2 separate regions of the Rattus norvegicus genome follow, and region 2 is linked to region 1. Evidence: chromatin contacts called from public Hi-C data. All regions are on one chromosome and are shown on one strand. The core of a region is the stretch at or near the end of the contact, and the rest is flanking DNA. Distances in the headings are between cores, read along the strand shown.

Region 1 (3,211 bases), core at 259-2,758:
TAGGTTGTGAGGAACTCCACTTAAGGGCGGACACCCCCTCCACTGTAAAGGCCCACATATTCCCTAGAGAGACTTCTCATCTGCTTCGTATCCAGCAAAACCGGCTAGGGTCTATTAAATATCAGTCTTGGGGTTGGGTTTCAAGCTTTAGAAATAGAAGTGAGGGAGAAAGGCAAGGAGAAAGATGGGGTGGGGTGAGGGTGGTTCGATGGCAAGATTAACATTTCAACCAGAAAAGTCGAGAGCCCCATTCTTATTCTGTACTCAGCCAAAATAACTCCAAAAACACATTTCAGAACATCAACAAAGACTGTTACATCATGTATGCATCTGAGCGTGAAGAAATGTCACGATCAAAAACAAAGAGGACTTCGGAGACTAGAAACCAAATGTTCAGATGGCACGGATCCCTTGGTTCCAACTATGTCTCCTCTGCAGTAGGCTGTGTGGAATGTAAGAAAATTATCCCGTGAGCAGGCAGACCATAAATGACCCCTGGCCTGCGCTCCCATGAAGTGATGCTCTGTTGCCAAAGCAGCTCAAGACGATTCTTAAAAATAAACGTGTTTGGAGCTTTCCTGGAGCCTCCTCTGAATCAGAGGAGGGGCTTTGGAGAGGCACGGGAGGCATCTGCTACAGGGAGCTTTGGAAAACCTATCAGGGAAAGATCTGAGCAACAATAGACCAGGGAGGCTGCTGAATAAGTTACCTTGTTTCTTTTCAGCATTCCTGGGCCAGATACTTTGACACTCTAAGCATCTTGCTTGCCCCGCCTCTCCTGCCCCACAATGCGGGATGCAGAGCAAGCACTGTGTTTGCCCATTTGCATCCTGAGAAGCCCCAGGTTTTCATGGGATCTGGCAGGGGGACAGGAAGACTTTCTTTCTGCAGAGCAGGGGTGGGATACCCTTGTCACCTACTACTCTAAGGCCACTTCGGATAGAAGTATAGTCCCACATGGAACCCACTAGAGGTATTATTATTGCTTCCTATTTTGCTTGTGGGTATGTTGTCTGTAAGTATGCACATGTGGTGTGGGCACATGTGTATTTGCAGTTCGTATTCACACGTGTGTGTGTGTGTGTGTGTGTGTGTGTGTGAATGCCAGAGATTGACATGCCCCTGCTCATCTCCACTTTTATTTATCAAAGTGGGGTATCTTGCTGGAGCCAGAGCTCCCCGATATATCTAGTCTCACTGGTCAGCTTGGCCAGGGCCTTTTGGGTCTCCAAGCCCATCGGGCTTCCCAGTGGATTCTGGGGATCCGAACTGTGGTCCTGAAGCATGTGCTCTCATCCAATGAGCCACTTCCCCAGACAAAGGTGTTACTGATTTAAAAGAAAACGAACGACCAAAACTCTTGGCCTATAAATCAAAGTAGAGAAAGAGCACAAGCACTGGGAGGCCATGTAAGAAAAGAGAGGTCGATATTGTATCCAGGAAGCCTCAGGAGGGACACAGAACACAGCCTAGGCTGTGCCAAGCGAGGTCTGTCGTCCAGCTCTTTTGTAGCCTTTCCTGAGGTCCCAGATTCTCCAGGATGGACACTGGTTCCTTCCTCACACAGGAGCAGAGGAGTGTCACTATCAGATATTTGGCTTCTTGACCACCAGTAAGCGTGGTTAATTAATTAATTAGGGATTATGGGGGTTGGGGGGAGTAGCTACAGTCTACCTCTAATGCAATGCAGGATGTTGGAATTTGAAAACTGTTCTCCAAAACTGAAACTGAGACGCGCGCGCGTGTGCGTGTGTGTGTGTGTGTGTGTGTGTGTGTGTGTGTCTGTACACTCGATACTTTAAAAAGTACTTGTTGTCTCAGATCCAACATCTCCAGAAGGACACCACTAGAGAGATATCTGCATAAATGTACAATTTGTCCTCTAAAGCCACTCTTCAAAGAATGTCTTTTTTTTTTTCTTTTCAAAATGAAATTTACATTTATGCAATGTAAAGAGGCAGTTTGGGGAAAAGAAGAGGATTTCAAAATCAAAGGGGACAGAATAAAACCTTTCCCGGAATACAACACCCAAATTGCCATAGCTGTTTGGCTTAGCCAATCTGCATGCATATGTATCTGTAAATCCATGGCTCTGTTCTGCGGTCGTGGATTATAGAATACGTGTTATTTTATAATCCACTCCCCCGTTCCCTGCTCCCCTCTCTGCTTTAGAATGAATCATGAGTTCTTTCCATGCCTTTGCCTTATTGTTAATGACAGCAGAGGGGTTCATTAAATCTTTGAGTATACCTGTGCTACAAGTAAAAGAATGCATGAGTTCCAGCTTGGGAGATTTTATTCTCTTTAAAGTAAATGAATTTTCCCTCCTGAGGTCTCCTGTAGCCGAGGCTCACCTCAAACTCCTCATGTAGCTAAGGATAGCCCTGGACTGATCCTCCTGCTTCCAGATCCTATGTGCTTGGACTGTAGGCTTAAGCCGCTATGTCCAGTGTCCACACGGCTGCTCATGAGACCCAGAACATACTCCATGCTACATAAGAACACTACTAATAGAGCTATACCACCAGCCCCAAGGGGAATCTTCAAACTTGAGTGCTTCATCCAAAAAGGACCCATGTTTATATTTTATGTTTGATACGATCCTAGATTAATTATATAGAATTAAATGAGAGTTTACTACAAAAAAAATGTTAAAATACACTTTTAAATAAATGGGATTTTAAAGATATTTTAAAAATCTGGTGTATTCGTGTATGTGTTCCTGTACGTGTGTGTGTGTGTGTGTGTGTGTGTGTGTGTGTGTGTGTGTGTGTGTGTTAAGAGGGCAACATGTTAGAGTCCGTTTCCTCCTTCTACCCCATCGGGCCCTTTGATTCAGCTCAGGTCCTCAGGCTTGGCATCAAGCACCTTTGTCTGCCGAGCCATGCCACTGGCCCAAAGTGGTTTGAATTAAGACAACATCATTTTTATGTGGTGAACAGGAGAAATACTCTGTGTTTACTAACGGTCACTTTACTTCTCTTTGGTAAACAATTTTAAATGAAACGGAACACCTTCAGACCAAGAAGTTAGGATTTGATGGGCGGGAGATCCGCCCTCTTCTCCCTAGGGATAGAGCAGCTCCCTAGGAAACACCGGACGGTGTCTCAAGTTCTCCTCTTCCTTCGCTTATGACTGTCGCCATTCAGAGTCAAGGGCACCGATTTGATTTATGTTATGACAACGCCCCAGCTCCTAGGGCTACACGAGC
Region 2 (3,211 bases), core at 255-2,754, 940 kb after region 1:
GAAACACCAGCAGCTACAAATTTAGGTTTTGAGACATCGAGTCTGCCTCTTTCCTGGTGTCTGTCAGAGCTCAGGGGGAAGGGTCCAATCAGGTGTGCCACATACTGGGCTCCAAGGGGTTTCTTTACAGTGATACATGTGGGGGCTTGGTGGAGTTGGGGAGAAGCTCTTGCAGAGACCAGTGTGGTGCCTGAGCCTGTCTGTTCTTTGCACACAATTTTCACCCAAAACCACAGAAACATAAAATAAACCAAATACACACAAGGTAGGACAGAAAGCATGACAAAAGATTTGGAAGGACAGAGCTTCCCTCTGAAGATACAGGGGTTAGTTCTCCAGGAAACTAAGATCATTTAAAATTCTATGAACATGCAGAAGATCCAAGCCCAGGGGCTGAGGAAATGGCTCAGTCAGGAAAGCGCTTGTGGCACAGGCATGGAGACCTGAGTGTGAGTCTCTAACATACAAAAGAAGTTAAGTGTGTTCTTGCAATCTCAGTGCTGCCAAGGGCGAGACAGGAGGATTTCTGGGACTCAGTGACCACCGGCTCTCCAATAATCAGTGAGCTACAGGTTCACAAAGAGAACTGTGTCAAGGGAAAAGAACAAGACAGACAACTCTAGACAGGCAGCACCTGCCATTGACCCCCTGAGTTTCACATACAAACTCACATGTATGCATACACACACTCACACGTATAAACATACAAACATACAATTAATGCGCTCCAGAAAACAAAAGCCCAACTTCATAATCCTTTTCTTTAAAAAAAAAAAAAAACAAACACTGGTAGAAAGAGAAACATAAGAACACTTGAGCAAATCCATCATCAAAAAGAGAGAATTTCTTTTTAACAATTTAGGACAGGTATGTGTCATCTATGAGTATGCTTTTACAAATCATATCCGGTCAGGTGACTTCTCACAAACTAAGGTCCAGGAAGCAAAGGCTTCAGAAGCTCTAGAAGTGGGAGGCCAGCAGACTGAGATGCAAGCCCACACTCATCTGGCCCCCAAGTCAACACTCTTCCCAGGGGAGCTTGCTAGCAAGAAATAAGAGAGAGATTGCAGAATCAAAATCTTTTTTAAAATCTACATAATTCATTTTGTTGAGTATATTTCTCTTCTCCCCAGTGGCAGCTTCTCGCTACTTTCCCCCACCTGTTAATTACTCGGGGCTTGTGTGGGGGCGGACTTGGCTTCCTGCAGCAGCCCAGACAGGTTGTCACACTGTCAAGGATTCCTTCATTAACAAGCTGTCAATATGCTGCCAACAGCCACCATTTGGTTTGTTCTGGGGAGCGGGGCTGTGGTGTGGAGTCTTGGCTCCATCAATTAGAGGAATTAAAAAAAAAAAAAAAAAAAAGGCAAGAGGCAGATGTCTTCCAGTCTGTTCTCCGCAACAGACTTGGGATACGGCGTGGGTTTTCACTGGGAGGGGGGCCTGAGGGAGGGGTTTAAGGAATGTGTCAAGGAGGAGGAAGCTAAGGGAAAAGTATGGCGAGCAAGACGGAGGCGGAGGCGTTGAAAGATGGAGACTCCTCGTGCCACAGGGCTCTGAGTAATGCTAACTGTGACCGTGTCCTTGCCAGTGGACAGCTCAAATTCAAGCTTTAAAAATGGTTAAGAAGCCACCAGTTGGATTTTTAAAGCGAAAGGTGCCATTTGCCTACAACCTTTTCAAAGTCACCCTAATGAAGCAGAGAGGACCTGCCAATCCCTGGCAGCCCTTTCACAAGCCTGCACGCTGCTTTCTGTTAATTGGCACTGTCAACCCCTGAGCCTCCAGGTCCCCAGACTTCCCAGTCGCAGCATGCCTGCAGACATGTTGCTTTTCAGAGGGCCCCCGTGTAAAAGAATGACAGAAGCGTAATTTTTTAGCAACTCTTTGCAAAGCCGGGGGTCGCGATAAAAACTTTATTCTGTTCCTGTAGACTCAGACCCTACTCTGTATCACGTCCCACAATGCCTAGTTGCTATGCCCATGTAAAATGTGCTCAGAATCTCTCCAATCAGGAAGACCTCGGGACAGGAAATAATTTCCAAAGCTTGCCTCAGAACTGTCTTTGTTTGAGAAGGGAGTGTGCACTGCTCAGATTTCAAGAACTAATAAAATCTAGTCTGTTGTGGAGGTGCGCGCCAGTGATCCCAGTCCTTGAATGGAGGAGGCAGAAATTGAAAGTTCAAGATCGGGCTGGAGACTGGCTGTTCTTCCTAGGCTCGTTTCCCACACAGAGGTAGCACAGAACCACCTGCAGCTCCAGTCCCAGGGGATCCAATGCTCTCTTTTGTCCTCCATGATTATCAAGTGTGCACATAGACATACATGCAGGTAAAACACGCATACACATTAGGAAAATTAAAGAAGCTTAGGGTCATCCTGAGCTACACAGGAAGCTCAAGGCCAGCCTGGGGTACACGAGACTTTTCTAGAGTGGTGGGGCATACACTACAAAACATGCCTGCTTATTTTACCTCTTCCTATCGCTCTGTGACATACAATATTTGTGCACCAGAATTCTTGGACTGAAGACGCAAGCATGGATGGGCCAGAACTTCAGCAATGTGAGAGAGACTGTGGAGCTAAGAAAATGGTAAGATCAAATCTAAGAAGGTTTAACTGCAGAAAACAGTGGCAGGAGGTCCGCCCAGGGAGTGTGAATGTGATACAAGACACAGGGCCATTGTGTGAATGTGATACAAGACCCAAGGTCAACACACAAGTTCTAGACGATTCTTTTGGAATTAAATGTTTTAAATTTGTTAACTTGTGGGGGGAGGGCACAATGCATTGATTGGTTGTAGGCTTCAATTGTATACTCTACAGATACTCCTGGGTTAACTCCCAGCCGAGTGAGTGAAAATTGTAGGAGAGTGGAAGAATGAGGATGCCGTGAGTCCATCCAAGAGAAGAGAGGGTATGAGCCACACAGTGGGAAAGGAGAAAGCCAGAAAGAAAGCCAAGCCCATCCGTGATCGTGATTCATGGATTGCACTGACAGATGCACTGATTTAGACAAAAAGATGGTCCAAATTGGGCCGGAGAGGCTCAGTGAGGACATGCGCTGCAGGCATGGTAAGCTGAGCAACAGGCTGAGCCTGCAAGCCTGGCCTAGCAGACAGGAAATCAGAACGACCGTCGGAGAACGCAGGACGTGCCTCTTTCTTTTGCTCGTTTCTTTATTTCTTCCTTCCTTTCTTCCTTTATTTCC

The links. A called contact is a pair of places that touch in the nucleus more often than the background predicts.
Region 2: a contact with region 1 is called in a Hi-C map of prefrontal cortex, with 5 times the contacts expected there. The contact joins two enhancer-like sites. A contact is called at or near these places in 2 of 12 Hi-C or Micro-C datasets (frontal cortex and prefrontal cortex).

The regions. Positions count from the first base shown.
Region 1 is chr8:121,079,778-121,082,988 of GRCr8, forward strand. No RefSeq gene overlaps it. Among named protein-coding and RNA genes, the nearest start is that of Arpp21, 50 kb to the left of the region's middle. Within about 2 kb of position 1,509, at least 1 of the 93 cell types and tissues checked has an H3K27ac peak or open chromatin away from gene starts, as enhancers often do.
Region 2 is chr8:122,016,602-122,019,812 of GRCr8, forward strand. No RefSeq gene overlaps it. Among named protein-coding and RNA genes, the nearest start is that of Trnaa-agc52, 380 kb to the left of the region's middle. Within about 2 kb of position 1,505, at least 12 of the 93 cell types and tissues checked have an H3K27ac peak or open chromatin away from gene starts, as enhancers often do.